Regions from separate parts of the Zea mays genome. Here region 1 is linked to region 2. The links are chromatin contacts, called in public Hi-C maps. All regions are on one chromosome and are shown on one strand. The core of a region is the stretch at or near the end of the contact, and the rest is flanking DNA. Distances in the headings are between cores, read along the strand shown.

Region 1 (6,305 bases), core at 2,590-5,089, 480 kb before region 2:
CCGGTGCAATTGAACTAGTTCCTGCTCCTGCATACAAATTTAAAAAATGATTGTAAACACATATTGATGTTTCTGGGCAAATTGCAACTTGTATGGTGGGTGCTTGCAAACAATAATATTATCCGTTATGCAACAAAAAATACCTGCTCCTGCTCTAGGGTCGTTCTTCACCTTCCTCCTGCGCTCTTTGACAGCTCGCTTCTCAACAATAGCGTCAGCGATAAGCTTCTGAATGCCAGTGTAGCACTCGTGGTGAGCTTTTGCCATAAGGTCGCGGGATATTGTTGAATACTTCACAGCCTTCTGTGCGTACGACTGGGCTTCACTAGTGCTTTCATCAAACGCCTTCAAGATGTTCAGCGCATCTGACTTCCTACCCATTCCAACTAAATCAGTAATACTCTGACCAAAAGAAGATCTAAAGCTAGGGTACTGGTAAAAGACTGGGGGTTGGATATTGAAGGAAGCATGACCGACGGGATCATGGGATGTGCCAAGCACATCAGCAGATGTCCCAGTAGGTGCTGCTGTTGCTACTGGGACAAATGATGCTGCTACTGGGTTAGGTGCTGCTGTTGGATTAGGGACTGCTACTGGGGCAGGTGCTGGTACTGGAGCATGTAATATTGCTAGAGCACCAATGGGGACGCCGTAGCACGTGTCAATGATACTTCTCAACTGAAAGTAAAAAAAAACAATGATAAAATAATAAATGAATAACAAATTGCAACTATTGTGGAGTATCATTTGCAACTTACCCTGAGGTGTCCAAACTCAGTGGTCCCAGGAGGAACATCTCCCCTGAGATCCATATTTGCTATAGCATCAATCATCTTGGAGTCCAAGAAAGCACATCGAGGGATTGAAAAAGGACTTGTGTCTAATCCATGTTGCAGGTTGTCGACATAAAGCATCTGCATGTTTTTAACATTAGGTAAAAGACACATGGGTATTTTAGGTTGAATTCATATAATGAAAAAAAGTAAACCAAATTGGCACAGGTGCAATAAGCCAGTTGAAATAGCCTCATACTAAAATTATTGCTACTTTATGAACAACATAAATTACAAAATACATGTGAATGTGTGAACTAAGTTATCATAACAAAATAAAAAAATGCCCTCAAAATTGCAACTTGTAACATATGACAGTTGTAACAGTAAACATAAAAAATTACTACTTGTGTAATTGGAAGAGTAAGTTGCAAGGGCAAAAATTGAATGTGAGTGTTGAGCTTACAGCTACAAAGATCCCGCATCCACTGATGGGTGCGTTAATGCCTTTCTCCGCAAAATCCTTTCTATAAAGACGAGCAGCTATGCTCAGCCTGTCTACTACAGCTTTGCACCAGTTCTTGTTGCCCATGTTCTGGATGTCCTGAGTGTACTTCACATCATCAATTCTGATGCGAGTGTCAGTATTGGAGAATAGAAGACACTGAAATGCTGCCATGAAAAAGGCTCTCAGGCCCAGCTCCCCATTGAGAGTCCTCTTCTGCAATCTATCAGTGATAACAGATATATTGATACCAGATATCCGTCTATAAGATTTGCCACAAATTTGCTCCCCCAGCTCGTCCCGCAAGGAACGAGCATCTGCATCAGACATGGGGGGCGGATCACTGCCAACGTTTGGTAACTGCAAAACACACCAAACACTGTGTTCGGTGATTTGAATCTCTTTCCCACCACCAATCTCTAATTTCATTGTTTCTGGGTTAAGCTTCCGCATCAGCCAGCTAAGCAACTTTCTCGACAATAAATGTGGCTTGAATCTAAGCAGGCCGCCAAACCCCTTAGCAACCACTTGACTTTTCAATTCATCAGATAGAGAATTCACAAGCTTTATAAACTTCCCAGGTGAGCATCGAATAGCTCGTGTCTTAGTTATACCCTTATTTTCATCTCCACCAACAATACCAACATTGTCATCACCAGACCCATCGCCACCAGGAACAAACTCTGTGTCTTTTTCATCATCACTTTCGGCGTCTTGTATAGGAGGGACTTTCAACCTTAATCTCTTCTTCCTTTCCTTCAATTCATTTTTATCTAATTGCTTTCTCTTGTTTTCAACACGGGGAGAGCGACGGACAGCATGAGCGCCTTGCTGGCCTGTGACATTCTGATCTTGATCTATTATAAAAAACACTGAAAAAATGGGAATGAAAAAAACATGAGGGCACAAACACATGGTACAGATCTCATAACCAAAAAATTGCTAATCAACAAACTAAAACACACAGTACAAAAATAGGAACAAAAAATAGTTGCAATACACACTAATGCTGCACACATACATTAGTACTGGGACAAAATTGCAACATGTGACATAAGCCAGTTGCAACAAGACTGCTAAAAAAATTACTACTGGAACAGTTGCAACAGTGAATTTAAACAAATAACTAGTTGTATACGAGCACAGTTATAAAAGACAGTAATGATGTATGTGGTCTGAAAGTAAAAATTATACAGTTGCAACTTATGTCATGGACCAGTTGCAACAAAAGGTACACTGCAGTTACAAAAGAAGTGGAAACATCTGAGATTATAATCTAGAACACAAACTGCTTATTCAAAAATGAAATGTATCCGCATAAAATACAACAATTAATAATTCCAATCAAACGAATAATACTAGTTGCAACACTTGGGGAAAAATTGGGGTTTACCTGTCTATTACCGAAAATAACAAAACAAATCTAAAAAATGGGGACAGAGAAATGGGAGAGAGAGCGGATGCGCTTACACGGCGGGCGCGGGCGCAAACTACTCCGGCGCGGGCTACGTCGACGTTCGCGGTCTACGTCTCAGGCGAGCAAACGATTCTGACGGGAGCGGAGGATCCGTTCGCGGAAAAGTGTGGAGGGGGCCGGAGCTGGGAACGAGCGGGAGCGTGCGGGAGCGTGCGAGATGGACAAAGACGGGAACGGGAGCGAGCGCACAACGGCTACGGCGAGGGCTAGGTCGCCGGAGAAGAGAATGGATTGAGCCGTACGCGGGGGGCCAGGAAAGTGGAAAAAGCGCAGTCGGGCGCGGGGAAGTGAAAAGGCACAATATCGGTTCCGCTGCGTCGGTTCGGATGTGTGGATCGGTTGGGTCGGACCATGTGCACCTGGGCGCCTGGGTGCATTCTCTATATTGAATGCACCCAGGTATAATATATAATAACAGTATATATATATAGGGCAAGAGGAGAAACAAAAATGGATGCAACAATTGACAGTACCTCAATGCAATTCTATTCGGTGAGGACATTTCTTCTACCGATAATGAACTCATAAAAAAACGGACAGCTATTTTTTTCTTCTACTTAAAAAAGAAATCAGGAGGTCGCACTAAGCCTCTTTTTTTTCAAAAAAAAAGAACATTACTTAGGTAGTAATCCAGAAACAGTAAATAACGACCCAAACCCAAATGCTAAAAGCTCTCCGGCGGCGGCTGCTTTCTGGAGGAGGGGAAGAGACGGTTTGGGCTTCGGCCCTTTTTATTTTTTTTGGCGCTTAGAGCAACTCCAAGAGATTAGCTAAAAAGACTAGCCAAATTTACTGATTTAGCTAATCTCTAAAATAGATTTTAGAGAAAAAGTGTAGGCTAATCCAACAGACTCGGTAAACCTACGGACTGAATAGAGAGTGAAGCAGGCTATCCAAAATTGGAGAGCGAAGATGGAGAAATAGAGAGCCACTAAATTTGAAGAGTCATTTACAGAGTCTATTGGATACAATTTTCTTTTAATATTAGCTAAATTTACCTTTACAAAACCATATATCTAGTCTCTTGGAGTTGCTCTAACTTTTTAGGCCTGCAGACTGACCACCAACGCAGTGACCAGTGGCGGCCACTCTACCACCAACGGTTTGGTCTTCGTCTGTACACCCGAACCTGGCATATTCATACGGTGACTGCAAGGTGAGCCACAACTCAGAGGCAAGCAGAGTCAGCAAAGATATATGAAAGGGAGGAGAGGGGTTGAACAGATTATTACTCTCAGAAACCAGCCCCTTCTACCCTACCGTTCTTCCTCCTATACAATACAACAACTACTCTCTTGCGTTGTACTCGGAGCCAGGATCAGATGGATGCCCTTGCTTTGCTGCCTATCCTGATCTCTTCTCCTCTCAGGATGTAGGCAGATCGAGTAATCAGTGGCTCACATTTTGACAAGACACTCAAGGTTCGTCTCGATCTCCACCCTGCTTCCATCCCCCTTTGTTTCTGTATCAGAGAGAAATAATGGCTTCCTAGTTGCTGCTACCCATCTATGCGGTAGCCGGTAGGCAAACATGCGAATACTTCCTCAGCAAATCCTATCCAGCCACTCCAAAAAGTATCCACAGATTCCAAAGACTTTTAGCAAATCCTTAAGGTATAGTAGCAGATCTGACCCAGCGTTGACTTTCTCAGCAAGCCTCAAATAAGAACTAGCTGATCAGACTTTCAATTAGCTTTTTTTTTGTTGGCAGATCATCAGACTTCAAAAGAACTAGCTGTCCCTTTTGCATTACATCTTATAGACCAGTTACAGTTTGCTGCTCGGTAACAGATTTCTTCTATTCATGTAGGGAGCGGCACTGATGCTATAAGGTGAGCCTTGACCTTATTCCAAGTCTGATCGAATAAGAAGGGATGGCAGAGATTGCTGTTCTTCTCGTCCTGAAGAAGATTGCCATAGCTCTGGCAGGAGAGACCCTAAGTTTTGCTAAACCATTGCTTGCAAAGAAGTCTGAGTCGGTGGCAGCACTCCCAGATGACATGAAACTGATTAGTAATGAGCTCGAGCTTATCCGGGCGTTTCTCAAGGAAATCGGCAGGAAAGGCTGGAAAAGCGAAGTGATAGAAACATGGATAGGGCAGGTCCGAAGACTGGCTTATGATATGGAAGACACTGTAGACCATTTTATTTACGTTGTTGGTACACACGATCAGATGGGATCATGCTGGGATTACATGAAGAAGATAGCCAAGAAGCCTCGGCGTCTGGTTTCACTAGATGAAATTGCTAGTGAGATTAAGAAGATAAAGCAAGAGCTTAAACAACTCTCGGAAAGTAGAGACCGCTGGACTAAACCCTTGGATGGCGGGAGTGGTATACCTGCAGGAAGCTATGAAACTGAAAAGGAAATGTATCTTCCTGGACATGATTACACAATCAGCGACGAGGAGCTTGCAGGAATTGATGAAAATAAGCAAACCTTGATTAGTTCATTAAAATTTGAAGATCCATCACTTCGGATCATTGCTGTCTGGGGTATGGGTGGCGTTGGAAAAAGCACTCTTGTAAATAATGTGTACAAAAATGAAGGATCCAACTTTGACTGCCGTGCATGGGTTTCTATCTCTCAGTCATATAGACTAGAAGATATATGGAAGAAAATGCTGACAGATCTCATCGGGAAAGATAAGATAGAATTTGATCTTGGAACAATGGATAGTGCAGAACTAAGAGAGCAATTGACAAAAACTCTAGACAAAAGGCAGTACCTGATCATACTGGATGATGTCTGGATGGCTAATGTTTTTTTTAAAATTAAAGAAGTTCTTGTAGATAATGGCCTTGGAAGCAGAGTAATAATCACAACAAGAATTGAGGAGGTAGCTTCACTAGCTAAGGGTAGTTGTAAGATCAAAGTAGAACCTCTGGGTGTCGATGATTCCTGGCATGTATTTTGTAGGAAGGCATTTCTGAAAGATGAAAACCATATCTGCCCTCCAGAGTTGCGTCAGTGTGGTATAAACATTGTGGAGAAATGTGATGGTTTGCCATTAGCCCTTGTGGCAATAGGAAGCATATTGTCGCTGAGACCGAAGAATGTTGACGAGTGGAAGCTATTTTATGACCAGCTTATCTGGGAGCTACACAACAATGAGAACCTTAATCGCGTGGAGAAAATTATGAATCTAAGTTATAAATACTTACCAGACTATTTGAAGAACTGCTTCCTGTATTGTGCTATGTTTCCAGAAGACTATCTAATACACAGAAAGAGATTGATTAGATTGTGGATAGCTGAAGGATTTATTGAACAAAAAGGGGCATGCAGCTTAGAAGACACTGCTGAAAGTTATCTTAAAGAACTTATACGACGGAGCATGCTTCACGTTGCAGAGAGGAACTGCTTTGGTAGGATTAAATGTATTCGAATGCATGATCTTGTGCGTGAACTTGCCATTTTCCAATCTAAAAGAGAGGGTTTCAGTACAACTTATGGTGGAAATAATGAAGCAGTGCTAGTGGGATCATATTCTCGACGAGTGGCTGTGCTCCAATGCAGCAAGGGCATTCCATCAACCATTGATCCATCC
Region 2 (6,181 bases), core at 1,828-4,327:
GTGTCTTCGCCCTCTGGTGGAGCGAAGCCTGGTGGTGGTACTTGTGGTGTGCCTTCGGAACTGCAGGTGCGTACAGTGCCGTCGAGGGTGGGGTGGTCTTGGCGCTGTCTCTTGCTGTTGACATCGTCATCTTCGAAGGCCTCCTAGGGGTGGTGTCCGCGAGGGCCTTGCCTTTCTTTTCCGCCAGGAGTGCTGCCTTTGCTGCGTCGTCGATGGATGCGGTAGCCTTCGAAGTTGCTCTCTTGGAGGCCATCGTGGGTTGTTGTTTCGTCGTACGAACGGTGGCCGCCAAATGTTGGAACCTGCCCTCCAAGACAGGTCGATCCAATGGGAAGGTAAAGATAGGGTTTGCAAAGCTTAACACAGAATGCCAAAAGCTTCGTTAATCTCCCTGTTCCTGGGCACAGTACGGGGGTATTTATAGGTACTCGAGGGGCCGCCTGTCCCTGTCAAAGACATTTAGACCCTCGAGTACATGGTTTATCCTCAGAATATTCTCACGAGGGGAGGTTACAGACAGCCATTACAGTAAACTTTATTACAGACACGACCCTTATTACATCTGTCCACGCGGGACCCATCTCTATGGGCCGAATCACACATAGGCCTCCCCCGGTGGTGAGGGAGCGGGAGGTCCGTAGTCTTCGCCAGGGCCTTAGACTTGTCATACGAGAGCGAAGGGGGTCGAGCGGGCCTCCGTACGGTTGGCGTCCTCGGCCTGTCCTGGCGGGTTCTGCGGGTCCAGCCTTCATCTACGCAAGTCGTGGAGCGAAGGGTGGCGTGTTCGCCTTCGCCCCAACAAAATATTAGTCCCTTCAAATTCGTCGTCTCAAAAACGTTTTCCTATCTGTTTCCTCTATAAATGATCATTGGGATAATGTCGTTACTGTTGGATCAGTTTATGCCAAAAAACGTGCTTTTAGATTTAACTTAGGGATGTTTGTTTGAGATTATAATCTATCTAGATTATATAATCCAACAATTTAAAAAAAATTGTTGGATTATATAATCTAGACAGATTATAATTCTAAACAAACACTCACTACTTAGTCTGAGAAGAATCACCTCTCTACAAAATAGCTTTTTTTATTACTATATAAGTAAACACACACATAAGATTAACATAGTTTACATGACCCGTACGATAGCAACACTCGGACATCTTTTCCTAGTATAATAATAGATATATATATACATGGAATCCAAACTCCAAACCATCTATATCTCTGTAGAGTGTAGTTCACTTCACCATTGGCATGTGCATTGTACGTACGTACGTGCTCGTCCTCTACACCCGCTGCATGCAGTTTTCCTTCGATCGTCAGCAGCTTGGAGGATGGAGTTGACGAGCAGTTGCAGTAGGTGCAGCAGTAGCAGGAAGCTTGGGAACAAGCATGAGCTTCTCCTTTGGATGCACCGTGAGTCCAAACACCTCCGTCATGTCAACGTCCTTCTCCTCCATGCCCATGGGCAGCTGCCAGTCGAAGCAGTACACGAGGTTTGCTAGCATGATCTCGACCGTAGCCATCCCAAAGTTGAGGCCAGGGCAAATCCTTCGTCCAGCTCCAAACGGCAAGAAGTGGAAGTGGTTCCCCTTGATGTCGACGCCAGCAGCGCTGCCGCCGTCCATGAACCTCTCCGGCAGGAACTCCTCTGGCTTCTCCCACGAGCCCGGGTCTCTGCCAAGAGCCCAGGCGTTGACGATGACCCGGGTGCCGGAGGGGACGTGGTAGCCATCGACGACGCAGTCCGCCAGGGACAGGTGAGGGACGAGGAGCGGGGCAGGTGGGTGCAGCCTCAGCGTCTCCTTCACCACGGCTCTCAGGTAGGGCATGTCGGATAGGTTCTCTTCCTCCACCGTTTCCTGCCCCTCCGGTGTGTGCCTCCGAACTTGAGCTTGTAGCTTGGCCATCTGCTGTGGGTTGCGCATCAGCTCGGCCATGGCGAGCTCTAGGACCAAGGATGACGTGTCAGTGCCCGCACCGAACATGTCCTGCGCAGGATGATGCCTGTCATTATTGTCATGTCATGCATCAAATATGGATTATATTTATATATATTTATCTACGTACCACCAAGATGGCCTTGAGATGATCTCTGGTCATTCCGTACTCTGTCTGAACCGAGAGCAACACGTCGGTGAAGTCACCACCACCGTCCACAGAGACAGAACCCCTTCTTCCCTCGTGGTCGCTCAGTATGGTTTCGAGCAGCTCGTCCCATCTCCTGTGCGTCTCCTGGACCCGCCGCCTGTTGCGCAGAAACAACAGCCTTCTGCTAAGGAAACCTAACGCCCTCGCCAGCCCCGGGAAGTAGTCTTCCAGGTTGAACCCTCCGAACAGAGCAGAGTTGGCCTCCACCAGCTCCCGGAAGAGCTTGTTCCGGCCCTCCGCCCGGAAGAACTTGCCGGACACGGCGCGGCTGATGATATCGTTGGCGAACGTGTTCATGGCAAGGCTCATGTCCGTGGCCGTGCCCGCCACCGCCGCCTCCCGCACCTTGGCTACCACCAGGCGCACCTCCTCCTTGCGGGCGCGGCGGTACGAGTGCACTCTCTTGACGGTGAAGAGGTGCGCGGTGACCAGCTTTCTGGCCTGCCGCCAGTGCTCGCCGTAGGGGGAGAAGGCGATGTCGGAGGACCCGTACAGGATCTCGTCGCTGAGAGTGGACGTGGGCCGCGACGCGAACACGTGGTCGTGCGTGCGCGTGATCGCCTCCGCGGCCCGCGGCGATGACACGACGAGGGTGGGAACAGCGCCGAGACGGAGCAGCATCAGGCCGTCGTCCCCACCATGCTTGGCGGCGAGGTCACGGAGGGAGACGTGCGGGAGGTCGCTGACGAGGTGAAGGTGGCCGATGATGGGCAGCGCCGGGGGCGAAGGCGGCAGGAGCTGTCCTCCCTGCTTGGCCGATCTGCTGCTGCTGCTGCGACGACGGCGGCGAATTGATGAGCGTTGGTGAAGCAGGAGCAGAAGGAGAGGGACGGCGACGGCGAGCAATTGTGCGAGAAGGAACAGTGGTGAAGAGATGAGATGGTATGCCATCGTCAGGTCCAGCTCCAGGTGACAAGAAAGAACCCTGCTGCTGACTGCTGTTATGGAACGGAACCTCGTTTGTCTGCTTTATATAGAAATAGAACTAGACATATGTTCTACCTTGTGGAAATTTGGGTGACTAGCTAGCATGACGACAAACAACAGAGTCATCCTTATCTCTGTCTCGCACATCTTTGTTTTACACGTAATAATAATGACTCTGGTGGCCCTTTGCATATATTGTCCTCGATCGGGGATATGGATTATTTCCCATGAATTATCTCTTCGCTTCACCACATTTCTCTTCCGTATACAAATTTTATGTGTATAATGTATAACGCTGACATGGTAGTACGTGCCATATATATATTTGTGAAAAAAATACTTGGTGGCGAATCGATTGTTAGACCAAACGGTAAAATATTATTGACAAATAATGGATTCGATGTTAAATTATATGGCACGATTAATCTTATACCAGTACTTATCTAGTAATATTATAAGTATTAGTACTCCATCCATCCCAAAATTATATAGTCTCTCTTTTTTGTCACATTTAAATGAATAATAATAAATGTAGACATATATATATATATATATATATATATATATATATATATATATATATATATATATATATATATATTTGATGTTAAGTTAGTGTCGGGAGGACCTACAGTATTTTCTAAATGCTATTCGGATCCTCTGTAAAGTATTGAGTAGATCCACTGTTCTTGGCGGAATGATTCCTATTAGAAGCCAACATCTTCTAGTAAAGTTGCATCTGAAAAATAAGTGAAGTACCATCTCTTCGAGTTGGAGGATACAGTTATCGCAAGTATAAGAATCCAGTGGCATAGATTGATGCCTGAGGAGTGAACGAGTATTTAGTTTATCTTTAAGCAGTAACAAAAAAAGACCTTATGTTTAGGCTGACATTTTGTTATCCATAACCAGGAAAAAATGGGGTGAGTCCACTCGTTACCAGTCATATAAGTATATGCCTTTTGCGAAGAAAATAGGCTGGAGGAGCCATTGCAGATCCATTTGTCCCTCTGGTCAGGTTGAGGGAGATTTGCCAACAAGTCTTGTAATGCTTGAAATTGCTCAAATGCTTCAGCAGACAGAGGAGTGTGAAACATCTCATGTGAGGCTGTCAATCTTGCTTGATGAATAGTGATGTCTTTGATGGAAGCAAAAGACCAGAATTCTGGGTAGCTTGCAGATTTGCGCACGCCATCCCAGTTGTCATGCCACAGGAGGGTTGTTTTTCCGTCTCCAATCTCCACCCGGGCTAACTCTTTGTAATATTCTTGAATTTTAAGAATGTCCCTCCACCAGAATGAGCTTACTAATTTCTCTAAAGGTAATGAGTTGCTGTAATGATTGGTCCAGATGATGTTGACCCATGGAGTATCAGCTCTGTTATAAAATTTGTGAAGGTTTTTCATTAAGAGGGCTTTGTTTTGCAATTCTAGATTTATAACTCCAAGCCCCCCTGAGCTTTTGGTTTGCAGACTATTTTCCATGCTACTTGGGGAGGTTATTTTGCATTTATATCTGCACCTCTCCATAGACAGCGCCTTCTGAATTTATCAATATGCTTAATCACCTATTTCGGTAGCTTTAGGATGCACATGTAATATGTTGGTAGAGAGGAAAATACCGCATTAACCATTTGCAGTCTGCCAGCCAGGGATAGAAAAACAGAATTTGTCGCAAGTCTTCTCTCTGTCTTCTGAATGGGTGGGAGGAAAGCACCCAAGTTGGGCCTTTTAAGTCCCAAAGGAAGCCCTAAGTATGTGAACGACATTGATCCAATCTTGCAGTGAAACGTGTTTGCTAGTATTTCCATTTTCTGGTCTGAGACATTGATGGGGTAGATATTAGATTTGTGATAGTTGACGTGGAGGCCTATTGATTCAGCAAAGGAATTAAGCATCGCCTTCAGAAAGAAAAGTTGTTTGGGGCAAGCCTCCATTACCAAAATAGTGTCATCCGCATATTGAATAATAGGAAAATCAACTCCACACGCGTTCGGAAGGGGAAGCCTGAGGATACCACAATCATTGGCCTTGTTAACAATCGACTACAGAAGATCTGCCGCAAGAACAAATAGAAGGGGTGTCAGGGGGTCCCCTTGTCTGACTCCACGCTTATAGTGGAAACATTGCCCAGGAACACCATTCAGAAGCACTTCTGAAGTACCATAGTTTAGAATCATTGAAATCCAGTGAAGCCATTTGTCTCCAAACCCCTTGTGTCTAAGAATGTCAATAATGGCCGCATGTTCGAGTTTATCAAAAGCTTTTTCAAAATCCATTTTTAGAATGACCATTTCCTTTTTTGACTTATGACAAAGAGAGATATATTCAAATGCCCAAGCTAGACAATTCTGAATAGACCTTACCTTTATGAATCCATATTGATTATGATGCACTAGATTGGTGATCACACGTTGCAGTCTGTTAGCTAGAAGTTTTGTCAGCACTTTGACACTTGTGTTAAGGAGGGAGATCGACCTATAATCTCCAACTGAAGCAGGTGAGCTATTTTTGGGAATGAGAGTTACATAGGAGCCATTGATGCTTTGCATGCAAATTGAACCCTCATAGAACTTGCCACATAGCTCATAGAATTCTGGAGTAATCACTGACCAACATTTCCTAACAAAATCTGTGTTAAATCCATCCGGACCTGGCGATTTATATGTTGGCAGATTTTTTATGATCGGATTTATCTCTTGATGGGAAAAGGGTATCTCAAGTTCTGACAGATTATCTACCGAATGAATCAAGGAGGATAAATTAAAAACCATAGTTGTTTGCTGTGATGTACCCAATCTATCCTTGAAGGTTTGAAAAACATAGATGCTTTTCCTCATGAGAGATGATGACATTGCCGTTGGCATCCTTTAATGACGAAATGAGGTTTTGGCGATGTTTGACAGTGGCATTTGCATGAAATTTTTTTGTTCCAGCATCACCTAAGGTGGCCTATTTGATTTGTCCTCTTTGTTTCCAGTAGGTTCGCTGTTTAGATAGCAAGTCTTGCAAAAATGTTGAACGAGGATATCTTTAAAGTTCCATTCATGGATTGTTAAATCTCTGCTTTCCTCAATAAAATCTAGAAGCTGAATGACCATT

Evidence for each region. A called contact is a pair of places that touch in the nucleus more often than the background predicts.
Region 1: a contact with region 2 is called in a Hi-C map of leaf, with 5 times the contacts expected there. The contact joins the promoter of LOC103629015 here to the promoter of LOC103629010 in region 2. A contact is called at or near these places in 3 of 25 Hi-C or Micro-C datasets (ear and leaf).

The regions. Positions count from the first base shown.
Region 1 is chr6:13,717,316-13,723,620 of Zm-B73-REFERENCE-NAM-5.0, reverse strand. LOC103629015 reads left to right here and starts at 3,839. Exons shown (of 3, transcript XM_020539714.3): 1 at 3,839-4,176; 2 at 4,565-6,305. The coding sequence starts at 4,629.
Region 2 is chr6:13,235,015-13,241,195 of Zm-B73-REFERENCE-NAM-5.0, reverse strand. LOC103629010 (indole-2-monooxygenase-like) reads right to left here and starts at 3,077. Exons shown (of 2, transcript NM_001319716.1): 1 at 2,073-3,077; 2 at 1,073-1,993. The coding sequence starts at 3,044. The coding sequence ends at 1,322.